Linked DNA regions of Triticum aestivum: region 1 is linked to region 2. The links are chromatin contacts, called in public Hi-C maps. All regions are on one chromosome and are shown on one strand. Each heading gives the region's core, a stretch centred on a gene start, on an enhancer-like site or on the middle of the called end of the contact. The rest is flanking DNA. Distances are from core to core; before and after follow the strand shown.

Region 1 (6,497 bases), core at 3,799-6,298, 140 kb before region 2:
ACCATGGGATTCAGAATCGAACAAAAATCTTAGACGAATCTAATGAGCTCTTGCGGTACCTTATTTGGCTGCATAGGATCTCCATGCCTACCAGTGGATGCGGCCCTCCTAGATTCGCCGCCCCGCAAGCTCACCCCTCTCGCTATTGAAAAATTCAGCAACCTGAGCTAGGAGACGACAGTACCATCGGCCCCCAAATCCTCGCATTTACTCCTCCGTTGCCAGAGCTAACGAAAAGCACGGATCAGCAACGAAACCGACGAGTTAAGCCACGGCTCAACTTCCTGCCGTCCACGTCCGCCGGGGGCCGTCTCCGTTCCCGGCCCATAGCTCAGGTGTATTTCCTATTTTCCATATTTACAGACGCTCGCGAATCTCGCACAGCTATTTAATGCCTCGTATCCCAAGACGCTGCTCGACCGCCCAGATATAGAGCACATATGCGCTCGAGCGCAGAAACACCGTGTCCCTCTCATGGAGCCTTTTTCCCGCAAAAAAATTGGGCATTTTTGTGATTACATACAACGTAAGGGGGTTTTCTGCAAAAAAACATGCCACGTCGGCACCTGACGGGCGGGCCCCGCTGGTCAGATACACCGTCAATACTTGTTTATACGCAGTTTAGACCTATTTGCAAAAACCTGAAGCAATGTTGGTACTGACACGTAAAAATTAGCAATCGTGATACCAATCTGTATGTGATGCCCGAATTGTGGCACTTATGTGCAATTAACTCAGTCCAATACAATACCTTGATCCTCTATGTTGACGGCCGATCGGGAGGTGAAATCTCATCCGGCCGTCACGAATTTAGCAGCAAACTCGCGGAACGAAACCTACCGCGTCGATCTCGGCGGTGGAGTGAAAAATCACGTACGAGACGTACCTACGGTTCCGTTGGATCGATCCCAACGGCTCGTGAGCCATTTACGCCCGGTTCGGAACTCCCGGCCACCACGCGCATGCACCGGCCACGCCTCGTGTGCATGAAGGCCATGAATGCTGGATCGATCCACAGCCGCCGCCCGTCGGTGCGAGGGGGAGCCCATCGCACGCCCGCGTAAATAGCCGCCTTGGCCTGTCACGGGGACGTACGCGGGGCCGGCTGCGCAGGCGCACACACACGCGTGCGCGCCCAACGGCCAACGGGATCACCCGCGTGACCGCTTCATCCCGTACCTCCATCCTCGCGATTCATGGGCGGCAGAGCAGTGGCATGCCGGTACTCTGGTAGGTCGGCCCGTAACTGTAAACTGACAGCACGCACGCGTGGCCGCAGCTTCCGATTCTTTCCTTGCCCCTGCACAGCAGCACTGGCCGACCGGGGGCACTGTGGACTGTAGTGACTGACGTCTCAAGTCTTAACGACATGGATGGTTCATTCTGACAGCCTCTGATTGATTATATATGCATGTGTTTGCAGTGTGTCAATATCACTGGGAGAGCTTCAGACATTTAGAAGACCGGCGGTCGACAGATTATATATAAGCTGTGAAAAAACGAAGATCAGTCGATCGACCAATCGGTCAAGGTTCCTGTAAAAAGAGAGCGCAGGCTCGATCGGTCGGTAGCAGAAAGCAGCACAGGTTCTGTTCCTGCCACTGGCACTGCCCGCCTATACTGGAGCGAGAAGTGGACAAGTCACTCGAGCCATGAGTTATAAGATAAGATACATTTTTTTTTTTGAATGTCACCGGGGGGAGAAGAAATTCTCCCCACCTAAATTGTATTCATCTGTTGTCTATAGGCTTTGCAGCCTAATACAAGATAGGGTTCAAGTGAACCAGAAGTACAGGGGTACAAGAAGGAGAAATAAAACAAAAACAACACACATACAACACATGGTGAGGGGGGACACAACACAACCAGGGACGCCACGGGTGCACGAACTGCAGCGGCGAGCCGGGACTAAACCATGACACTGTACCATCGACGCAATCGAAAAGCACCGGGCAACCAAGACTGCACAACGCCGCGACACCACCTGTGTCATGGGGTACATTCGAACGTTACGCCTGGCCGAGACGACGCCACGACACCTGTGTGCCACCGGCGTAGTCGAATGGCACCACCAAGCATAGAACACCAAAAACAACACAACAAAAGGGCATCACGGGCACTCGAACTGCAACGGCGAACCGAGATTAAACCATGACACTACACCGCCGACGCAATCGAAAAGCACCGGGCAACCAAGACTGCACAACACCGCGACACCACCTGTGTCATGGGGTACATTCGAACGGTCACGCCGGGCCAAGACGGCGCCATGGCACCTATGTGCCACCGGCGTAGTCGAAGGGCATCACCAAGCATAGAACACCACAGAGCACACCCAAAACATCACAAGATCGGGGGTTGAAGACAACGCCATCAAGATGGGAACGACGGGAAGCGTCGCCGCTGTCTCGGCCAGCAGCAGCCGGCCGACCATGGATTTCTCCCAAACCCCGGCCACATCCTCTACGCGACGAGACGCAGAGCAGCCGCCAATAGCGCGGGGTAGCGCCAAAAATGGACGGCCCCAGATCCAGGTGAATCCGACCGGCAGAGACACCGGCTGGCACCCTTGACGCCGAGGCCACCGGTGAGGAGCACCGGTGCGGCGCCCCCAGCAGGAAAGGCTACGAGATAGCGGCAGCCCATCGGATGAACTGGGAGGTGGAGGGCTCCAAGGAGCAGGAGCCACGACGCCACCTTCGTTTGGCAAGCACGCAAAGGAGAACAACAACGACGAACAAGGTGGGGGCGAAAGACGCGACAACTGGATCTGCGGAAGACGAGACGCAGAGCGCGCAGCAGGCGGTCGATGACGGGAGCTTGAGGGCGGGAGGCGGCGGAGGCCTGCGCAAGAGCGTGGAGCAGGGGGACGCCGCGCCCAACTCAGCAGGCAATGGCGGGTGGAACCACCGCCGAGGCAGCCCCGAGGCCAGGCCACCGGAGCCACCCGAGGGTGCCAGAAGCCCGCAGCCACGGCACGCCGGCCCGATCTGAAAGGAGGGAGTCGGCTGACCCCCGAGGAGCGGCCAGAGGGAAGCATCCGGCCAGATCCGGACGCCCCGATGCGGACGAGGGGAGGGAACGGCAGGACCAGAGCACGCGCGCGGGGCGGATCCCGCCGCCGCCAGCCGTCGACGGGCTTTGCCCGACGTCGTTTTGCCGGCGGCGGCGAGAGGGCGGTGGCTGGTGGAGATTTTGTGGCGGCGGCCGGCGGGGTGCCGGCCCGAGTCGCCTCACATAGACGACGCGGGGGGTATAACGATCAATCCAGCCGCCTGTGAAAACTAAGAAGGCTCACCTCAAGATAAGATAAAATAAACACGACTAACAAAACTGGAGTGGAAACCTAGTGCCTAAGCTAGCTGAATTGACTTCAATCAGTGAGTCAGTACAAGCATCCTGCAGCCAACCAAAGCGAACATCTATCTATCCACATTGCACGCATCAGGGTATCACCTCCTAGTACTCCCACTCCCAGTCGAAGCATCGGATTCCCCTGAAAAAGGAGAAAAAAGACGAGCGCATTTCCCAGTCGAAGGATATGCGCAGCTAGCTAGCTAGGAGTAGAAAAGAATACTAAGAAAAGAACAAGATAAAATAACGGCCTAGTAGAGAATTAATACCAGCAGCATGGTACGTCCGGCCGGTTGGAGCAGAGCAGGCAGGTAGCCCATGCCGATGCGGTGCGTCAATTAACTGTGCGCCGCCACTGTTCCTTCCGCCATGCCCCCGGCCGATCACATCACACCGTTGGCCGGCCTCCGTCGCGTCGCACGGCGGCGGGGGACCATGCGAATGCGATGCACGCGTGGGTTAATAATGCAGGGAGGAGTACACGGCATGCGGGCACGGGAAGGGCCAAAAGAGAAGGATCTTGCTGCCCACTGCCCAGAGGAACACAGTAAGTTTTCCTTCCTTTGCAGGTGTTCGTTCTGCTCTTGCAGTACCAGTACTGTCTCCTGCCTGCTGATCTTGTTTTGGCTGGCCGCAGCTAGTAGCGCCCATCCTCTGCTCTATTTGCTGCTGCTCAGTGCATTGATTGGTTTACTACCACTGTAATTTTTGGCAGCAGCTTGGGGGAAGGGCAGTCTCTTTAATTAACTGTCAAATCAGGCATGGGTGGGCTATCTGTGTCGCCGCCGCTAGTTAATCAGCTCCGGTTCTTGCTAGTACCAGCTTCCATCAAGTGCACAGCCCATTTGACAGAGGGCACATACAGACTTGCATTAGTCAATGGCATAACAGTGTCACGCTGTCATTTCTGCACGGAGAATTTCATTAATTGCCCGGTATGTTTTTCTCGGGTGCAGTGTGCCTCTCCCATCAATCAATTGGATCAAATGGATAGACTATCAAATTCCGTAGTAGGCCAAGTAGCCGCTGTCAAACGGAGCAGTCTTAGGCTGTCTCCATGTTCTACAGCGTCAGTGTCGTCGATGTTTAATTAGCTCTACTCCACTCTACTCATCATTGGCCCTCATTTTGCTCAACCTGCTACGCCGAGTATATACGCTTTGCTTGCCTGGAATCTCCCAACTACCGGAGCGGCTCACGGAAGAATATTCGGCGCTACGGCAGGAGGAGCTCATCAACCAGAGGAGACAGCGCTACTCGACTTGTTTAACCAACTCGATCTGCAGTGGATCGAAACTCTTGTCCGGCCTGGCGAGACGCATGTGACATCACGAGATCGCACGAAAACTTCCATTGGTCAGAGAGAAGCCACCTGTGGATCTCATCTGGTTTTCGCTTCACTTTCACCGGCTGGTTGGTTGCAGGTAACAAGTTGATGTTCGGTGCATGAGAAGCTATATAAACATGGCCGATCTGTATCTGTCGGCCAGCATTATGGTTATTATTATGGAAGTACCTAGAACTCATCTAGATGAGATATAATTCGGTCTCATTCACTTTGAAAACAAGAACAGATACAACCCACGTCAGCACACACGCATCTTATAGCATCACATCCAATGGCTATAAAAGGTGAATGAGACCAAATTATATCTCATCTAGATGAGTTATAGCAGAACTGTATTATTATATCTTATCTCCTGTCTGTTTCTAACGTGGCAAAGGGCGTTTGATTTTTGATCCCTACGGCTACAAGGAGAGAGGACAAAGTGACGTCTGCTTAGAGAAACGATAAATATGTGAGAGGATCCAATGTTGCGTGCGTCACCGCTCACCACAGAGGGTTAAAGCAAAGCATTGTATATGTAATCCACCTCGACCTTGGAGGACGAATATATATATCGTCGCGGGAGGTACAGTTGATCGTTGTTGGCCGTGCCGTGAAAAGAAAAGAAAAGAAAGATCTCTGACTTGTACACAACCGAGATAGGTAGAGCCGGGGCGATGATCGCTCCTAGCCCACCGCCCACCCCCGCTGCGCCTCCCCACCTCGCCGGATCCTGATTCCCTCCGCTGGCCTTCACCTGCGCCACGACCGCCTCCACCGCCGTGCCCTGCGTCCGCCTCCCCATTCCCTGGGCGCGCGCAAGGCTCCATGGCGGATGGAGAGGCGAGAGATGCGCAGGGGGAGGGGGAACCGCGACGCCGGCGCTCCTCAATACTGGCGCAAGCGTGCTCTGCGGAGAAGGTGAGGAGGAGATTATCAATAGCCATCGCCGGCCACTCCAACGACGAGGAGTGTGGCCGCATGCCGCCCGGAGTCGATGCGATTTCCTGGGCGCTTGCGGAGCTCTCCTCTCCAGATCCAGAGCAGCGGGCGCGCTGGGTCGCGTTCTGGGAGCGTCAGCCCCGGTGGTGACCTCCCTTGCCCTGGGTCCTGCGGTTCCTAGAGCTTCTCCGGCGACAGCAGGATGGGACACCATCGATTCCCCACTCCGCCGAACCTTCCCAGGCTCCGATTACCTCTGCTGGTGGCCGTCGCCGACCCCGCGCCCTCTTCCACACCTCTGGCCGTAGGGTTGGAGGTGGCTCTTGCCCATCCGGGGCACCTCCGTCGCCGGCGTTGATCGCGCCACCACCGCCGCATGCTTCATCCATGGCGGATCTGGGCAGCTGTCGCGTCCGGGCCCCACCTGTCAGCGGCCGGGCGTTGGGTTCCACCACTGCAGATGGGCCTCCTTCGATTGGTCTGGGCCTACCTGTCAGTGAGAAGAGGCGGTTTCTGCCATGGCCACGCAGGGCGGGGACTGACTGGGATGTGGGGTCCGACATGTTTGCGGACCGGGCCAACGGACCCCGTTTTGGGCTACTTCAGGATATTCCTAGGGTTCCGTCTCGCTCCATTCGCGTCTGGATCCGCAAGGAACTGGTCGGCAAGCGTGCTTTCTCCACCGCCGATTGCTTCCCCGCCGCCGCTCCTGGTGCCCCACCTCCGCTCCTCCCCACCACCACCATATCTCTTGCAAGCAGTTCTTGGAAGGGGCCGAAGCCGACTCTCGCGGAGATCCAAGACATGGCTGATAATTGCGGGCGTGGCCAAGGGCACGGAAGGAACAATAGGAATCGATCTGCCTCGGTTGAGC
Region 2 (6,227 bases), core at 426-2,925:
AACTCGATCAAATCAAATCTTATCAAAACTCGAGTAAATCAAAACTTTTATTGTGTTCCCTCGCCAATACCCAAATCAAATAAAATCTCTACTGCTATTAGAGGGTAATCTGACATGTTTGAAGAACATCCACCACCCAAAACATACTGTACCACTTGGGGTATTTCAAGTAGTTTGGAAACTTATTTTTCACATGGTCTTTACCGGTTCCCACGTTATTTTGTTTTCGCTGGATATTTTCTCTGCCCGCGCATGGGTGTCAAAAGGCACCTGAGTACTTGCTGCCAGTTGCTATGTTTAGCCAGGGACATGCTTGTCTTGTCACCGATGGGCAGCTAGTTTACCTCAGGAAATGCATGGCAGGAGCTAGCATCTGATGAAGTCATTAATTCACGCTGGATCTTTGCGCGGTAACACAAAGCATCCAAAACCAGAGGGGACAGCCGCAGCGCTGTCGTCGTCGCTCGTGGATCACGCACACGACCAGGCACTGCGCGCAACTAGGCATATGCCAGCATCCATCCACCAGTCATCAGTATGCCAAAAATATCACCGTGGCCGACCGCCCGCGAGGCCGCGACGATCAACCAGCGGCGGCATCGCGGCCCGTGCGCGCATGGCCCGCGCTCGGTGGGCTACTCCACCCACCGAACTCACACGCCACGCGCCTGCCAAGGTAGATCCGGGGGCGGCTCCCTGCCAAAGCCGCTGGTGCGGCGACCGACCTGCGATGTCGTCCCGCGTACGGTACTCCGCGAACCTGCCGCGCTGGTCGATGCAGTTCGTTACACGGCTGGCCAGATGTTATAAAATGGAGCCTTGCTTTGCCAGCCCGCCGTTTCACACATTCCCTGGCGCGTGATCATGTCACGTACATGTCCCTTTTTTTGAACACATTTGCCATTTCACTTAACTGAATTAACCACTTCGCGTAAAGCAGGTGCTGACACTACCTACCGCTACCGGCGATCCTCGTACACGGCCCTCAGCTTCAACCGCCGCTCACATCATCACGTGTGGAGTGGAGCGGATTGCAGACGACGAGCTTCCCGAGGATGACGAAAGCAGATCAGGGGGTGCGCAACACACGTCACAGCGAGCCTGCAGGCCGACGACGGCAGACGGAATCTGAACCTGCCGCCGACCCCCACGCTTTTCCGGGGAAGCCTTTCGACAGTTACCATCCGATCCGCCCGCAGTTGCAGGGCAGAACCCAGAACCCACCCAGCACCCAGACCCAGACCCAGGGGAGGCCCCCAGCCTATCTGTAAATTTCTGTTTCTTTCTCTCTTCCGGCAAGGGCCCGGCCCTCATCCGTCCAAGCGCAAGTCACGCATGCAACGGCCCTCTCCAAATCCGAGCGTCGAATCGCAACGGCACCCCGTTCGAATTACCCCCATCATCATCCATCACTCATCAGTTTCAAATCCGTCTTAACCCCGCCCAGGCGCTACGTGAGCCGTCGGATCCGGCCCGGCCCACGTGTCACGCCTGCAGACAACGAGGGGCAATCTCGTCCGTAGCCGCCCGCCGGAAAGGCCATTCCCGTGATGATCACGTTCCGTTTGGGATTTCCAGAACGCCGTTACCGACTCAGCGGCCAGCGTCCAGATCCGGCTGACGGCGCCGTCGGGCGGTCCTGGCCGTCGGATCGGGATCCGATCCCCCGGCTCCCTTGGCGTGTTATATGTGTACGCACACACGCGCACGGGGCTCACTCCGGACGGGGGAGAGAATCCAAAGAGCAACCCAGCGGCATCATATCCCTCCATCCCACCGGCGCCGCGCTGCGCACTGCAGACGGAAACGGCCAAAGGAGGGCAGGCAGGAGCGCGAGGCGTGGGGCGATGGGGAAGTACATGCGCAAGTGCAGGGCGGAGGACGGCGTGGGCGGCGTGGAGGTCACGCAGGCCGTCGGCGTCCGGACCCGGTCGCGGGCGGCCGCGGCCAACGTCGTCGTTTCCAAGAGGAGGCGGCCGCTGCCGCCAAGCTCGCCCCTCGGCGGCGCCGCCGCTCGCGCCCAGAGCGGGAGCTGCTACCTGAAGCTGCGGAGCCGCATGCTGTTCATGGCCCCGCCGGCGCCTGCATCGGCTGCTGGCCCAGGGCACGGGCCGGCGCCGCCGCTCCCGGCGGGCCTCTCGCGCTGCTCCAGCACGGCGTCGTCCGTGGACGCGTCGGCCGCGGGACAGGATAGGAGCCTGCCGTCGTGCGGCTCCGACGCCGCTGCAAACAGCAAGGTGAGGGAATTGGGGTCCAAACCCTAAAGTTCGGATACGATTCGAGATCTCCTTTTTTTGCTGAAAATCGTGGCTTTCTCCGCTCTACAGGCAGGCGCTCCGGAGGGCTCAGCAAGCAACAACGCGGAGAGCGGCGGCAACCGCGAGAGGTGCGAGATCGAATTCCCTCCTGTCTCCGGCCAATTCTTGTGAATTATGCCTCCTGACGTGCTCCTGACCCCGTCCCGCTCGTCGCTTTTGAAAATTCAGGCGAGAGACGACGCCGTCCAGCCATTTCCCCGGCGACCTGAGCGACCTGGAGTCGGATCTGGCGGGCCAGAACAGCGGCCGGTCGTCGCTGCCGCAAACGCCGACCGCCCAGGTCCAGCCGGCCGCGAGGTCGAGGATCCCGCCGGCGGCCGAGATCGAGGAGTTCTTCGCGGCCGCCGAGGAGGCCGAGGCCAGGCGCTTCGCTTGCAAGTAAGTACTTTAGCAGCAGCGGAAATTTCCTTATCTTGCGGCCGCCGTCGCCGTCGCCGGAATTCTAACGTGCGAGCTCTCTGTGCCAGGTACAACTTCGACGTGGCCCGCGGCGTGCCTCTCGACTCCGGCCGGTACGAGTGGACCCCGGCGGTGAGCAGCAACTAGCCAGCCGATGAAAGCGAGCGTGCAAAGGGGGGAGAGAAGCTGTAGCTAGAAAGTTACTCACTGTAGAGCTGGGGCGCCGGCCGGCCGGCCGGCCGTGTAGAAAGGCGAAGGGAAAAAGATGCTCCGGAAAGAAGAAAAAGAAGCATTATAGCCTAACCAACCAACCAACCACCGATTCATCAACCAACTTTTTCTTTCACTCATTCACTCACATATTCCCACCATTATCACCTCACACACCCTTATATTAATCCTGATTTTTCCCAGCAGCATGCAGCAGTAGCAGTTTTACTTCCCCTACTGGTACTTATCTTCGTTGACAGGACGGATCGCTCGATCAGTCCCTTACTGTAATTGTCACCTAGTAGTAGTTGATTACCTTACATGTATTTGCCTGGATTTTTTACTGTACATCGTCGTCAGCATGTAGCAGCAGCAGCAGCAGCTTCTTGCTGCTGCGCCGCAGATCTATAATTTGATTTGAGTGAGTGAACCGTCTCCCTTTGCCGTTTCCATCCATGCATGATTCCGCCTTATCCGTTGCACTGGTCCTGCAAGAAGAAATGCACACGTTATGCGGTTACCCAGATCGTTGGGTAGCTACTCCTAGGTAGTTCTGCAAGTGAGCAGGCATGCAGAGGCTTTGCAGGGGCACGGAAACAGCTTCGGCACCCATGCATGGCATGGATGGATGCTTCGGTGCAGAGTGCAGTGCAGTGCAGACAGGCAGTACAGGCAGGCAGACTGCAGTGGAGGCTTCCATGGCAGGCGGCATGGCGTGCCGTGGAAAGAAGGCTTCGCTGGGAGATGGGGGACCCCGGTGCCTGGGCCGAGGCACAGCGCGCGGATCGCCCACACCAGGGAAGAAGGGGAGGGAAGTTACCACTGTCTCCCTACCTCTGCCGTCGTCGCGGTTAAAAAAGGGGTTAGATAGAGCAAGTGGTGATTAACCTATGCGTGAATGATTAGTGATTAGAGCGGCCGTCTGAACTAAACAAAGCGCCGCTGGGGAGGGGAGCTGGGTCTGGATCCATGGCACATGGATGCATCATGCCGTGCACGGTGGGAGGGGGGGTAGGGAGGGGGCATTAAGGAATGTTAGTTGCATCGGGATCTGGGTCAGTCAGTAGGTTGGTAAAAACTACTAGTAGGAATAGGATGGGAGCAGGGAGGGAGAGATGCCGCTGGGATTCGGTGCCAGACACTCAGCTCGCCGGGAACTGGGACGAACTACACCACACGCACGCACAATGCTGTTTGCTGGCTTTAATTTTGCACTGAAACTTGTGGTGTGTGGGGGCGGGCCCCGGCTCTCGTGTGACCTCACCTCATTGGTAACTTCTGTACCCTGCGTCTGGGGGGTTTGTATGTGTAGCCCGATATGGCAAGGTATCAGCTCGCTCTAGCCATGGAGGCTCTAGCCTGGGTTCAGTTTTGGAAAATACTGAACTTTTCTTGCAGTACTGGCAGTACTGTATTTTGTTAGCCTGACGCTTTGCCGGTGCCGACGGCAATGTAATCTGCTTTTGCTTACGTTCGTCCACGGTGTGTGTGTGAAGGATTATGTATACTATATACTAATGCAGAAGAATAGTGGTGTGCTAACGAAGAAAGAGCAGGTCACTTTCCGTGCTGTTGGAGCTGAAATAACACTAGCACTGTGCCTGTGATTGGACGAATGAAAAGTCGACACAACGTGCAAGAGAGAGAGTGGGCGGTTTGATGGGTAGCATGCATGATCGGGCACGTTGTGAGCATCATAAAATAAGCTGGATCGATCGCTTTACAGTTCTACAATACGAAGCCCAGATCCGTGGAAGGTGGTGGGGGTGAGATCATGAATGAGACTTGAGAGATCGATTGGCCGATCCACCGGGGTTGGCAGCGCGGTGCAGCGCGTTTGTTTGTTTGTCGTCGATCACCAGTAATTTGTGTCAGCGACGGTACGGTGAAAAGGGGGTCCGTTCGACAACAGGCGTTATAGAAAACGCGGTGATTTGCCTGGGGACTCTTGGAGGAGGAGAAGGTGGGGATCCCCAAGCAGTAAACATTCCGCGCACGCTGGGTTAATAATGGCCGGCCATCTCGTTAAGTATGGAGTATATTTTACTCACTTTGAGCTAGCGTTGGCACTGAAACTGCGGGTTTCTGTTGGGGTAGCTCTGCTTTGGAGTCCACAAGTGGCGGAATCCCTCCATTTCCTGCGGATAAACACGCACAACTGTCTACTCATGCCTGCCATGGCAGAGCATGCAAAGTGACAGCATCAGCATATCTGAACGCATCTGCTACTGGTAGTAGCAACCTAGGATCGATCAGGGAATGGCGGCACCCAGAGTGACAGTGAAACTGCCGCAACTCCTTCAGATTCAGAAAAGGCAGGGCAGAGCAGAGCAGACGTCGTGTGTTGGCGCTGATTCAGACCGTTTGCATTCATCTGTAACGTAGTACGATTTTGCACTAAACTCGCGAAGTACTGGGAGGGGTGGTACTTTGCTGTGTATTAACTGCGTTGCAAGTCCCAATTGTCCGTCGCAGTCCTAGAACAGCGCAAATATGGACGCAGCGATCTGTAGGGGTACGGCGGACGCAAACGGGCCAGCGGAGTACACACCGATCGATCGATCCACCAGGGAAATTAAAGGGGCGGCGGACGGACGGGCGATTCACCCACCGTGCGCCCACTGTAGCCAGTACCGCCGAGGACGCGCTCGTTCGTGCTCGCCCCCATGGCACGGCCAGGCGGCCAACGGGCGCGCTGCCGAGGACGGAATGACCGGTACTTGCCGCCGGCCGTATCGTCTCCGTTGTCGCGCCTCCTGTCGTGCTGCACGGTGCGGAGGCATGTGGAGGATTGGACGTGTAACAGGGGGTTTAGAGAGGACGGTGGTGGTGGTACCAGGGTAGTAGTAGTCGTTGTGAGAAATCCGTATGGGAATTGATCTCGACCTGATACGCGCATTCATGCCTATTGATTACGGATCGAAATCTGGGGGATTCACGATCTCTCTAGCGCGTGTTGTAAATAGGGTACGTCCCGTCGGGAACAAGAGCCTGTTTTTTTTTTTTGGTTGCTACAAATCAACCTGATGAAAGCCTACAGAAATCATCCACCTAAATAGCCGTCCGATCTGACTGACGGTGGTTGTTCGATCGCAACAAACAGAGCGGTCCTCTTTCTTCTATGTTCTTCCATCCATCAGCGGATACCTCAGAGCACCAACTACCTCGTCTTCCTTCTCTGCTGCGTCCTCTACCTCGCAGCACCGAAGCCAGCACGGCAAAAAGCTTCAGCGCAGCAGCTTCCATGGCAGTAGCGCTTGGCGCGAAGCATCGGCGGTGTCCGGCGGCGCTCCATTGCAA

The links. Hi-C and Micro-C count contacts between places; a contact is called where the count stands out from the background.
Region 1: a contact with region 2 is called in a Hi-C map of root, with 10 times the contacts expected there. The contact joins the enhancer-like site here to the promoter of LOC123138367 in region 2. A contact is called at or near these places in 3 of 5 Hi-C or Micro-C datasets (leaf and root) and 1 of 1 datasets of contacts at active chromatin or transcription factors (leaf).

What each region holds. Positions count from the first base shown.
Region 1 is chr6B:626,138,117-626,144,613 of IWGSC CS RefSeq v2.1, reverse strand. No RefSeq gene overlaps it. Among protein-coding and RNA genes, the nearest start is that of LOC123138367, 150 kb to the right of the region's middle. Within about 2 kb of position 5,048, at least 1 of the 8 cell types and tissues checked has an H3K27ac peak or open chromatin away from gene starts, as enhancers often do. A contact at or near this core is called in root, where this site is marked.
Region 2 is chr6B:625,991,413-625,997,639 of IWGSC CS RefSeq v2.1, reverse strand. LOC123138367 (cyclin-dependent kinase inhibitor 1) reads left to right here and starts at 1,675. Exons shown (of 4, transcript XM_044558335.1): 1 at 1,675-2,237; 2 at 2,328-2,386; 3 at 2,487-2,696; 4 at 2,786-3,377. The coding sequence starts at 1,848. The coding sequence ends at 2,864.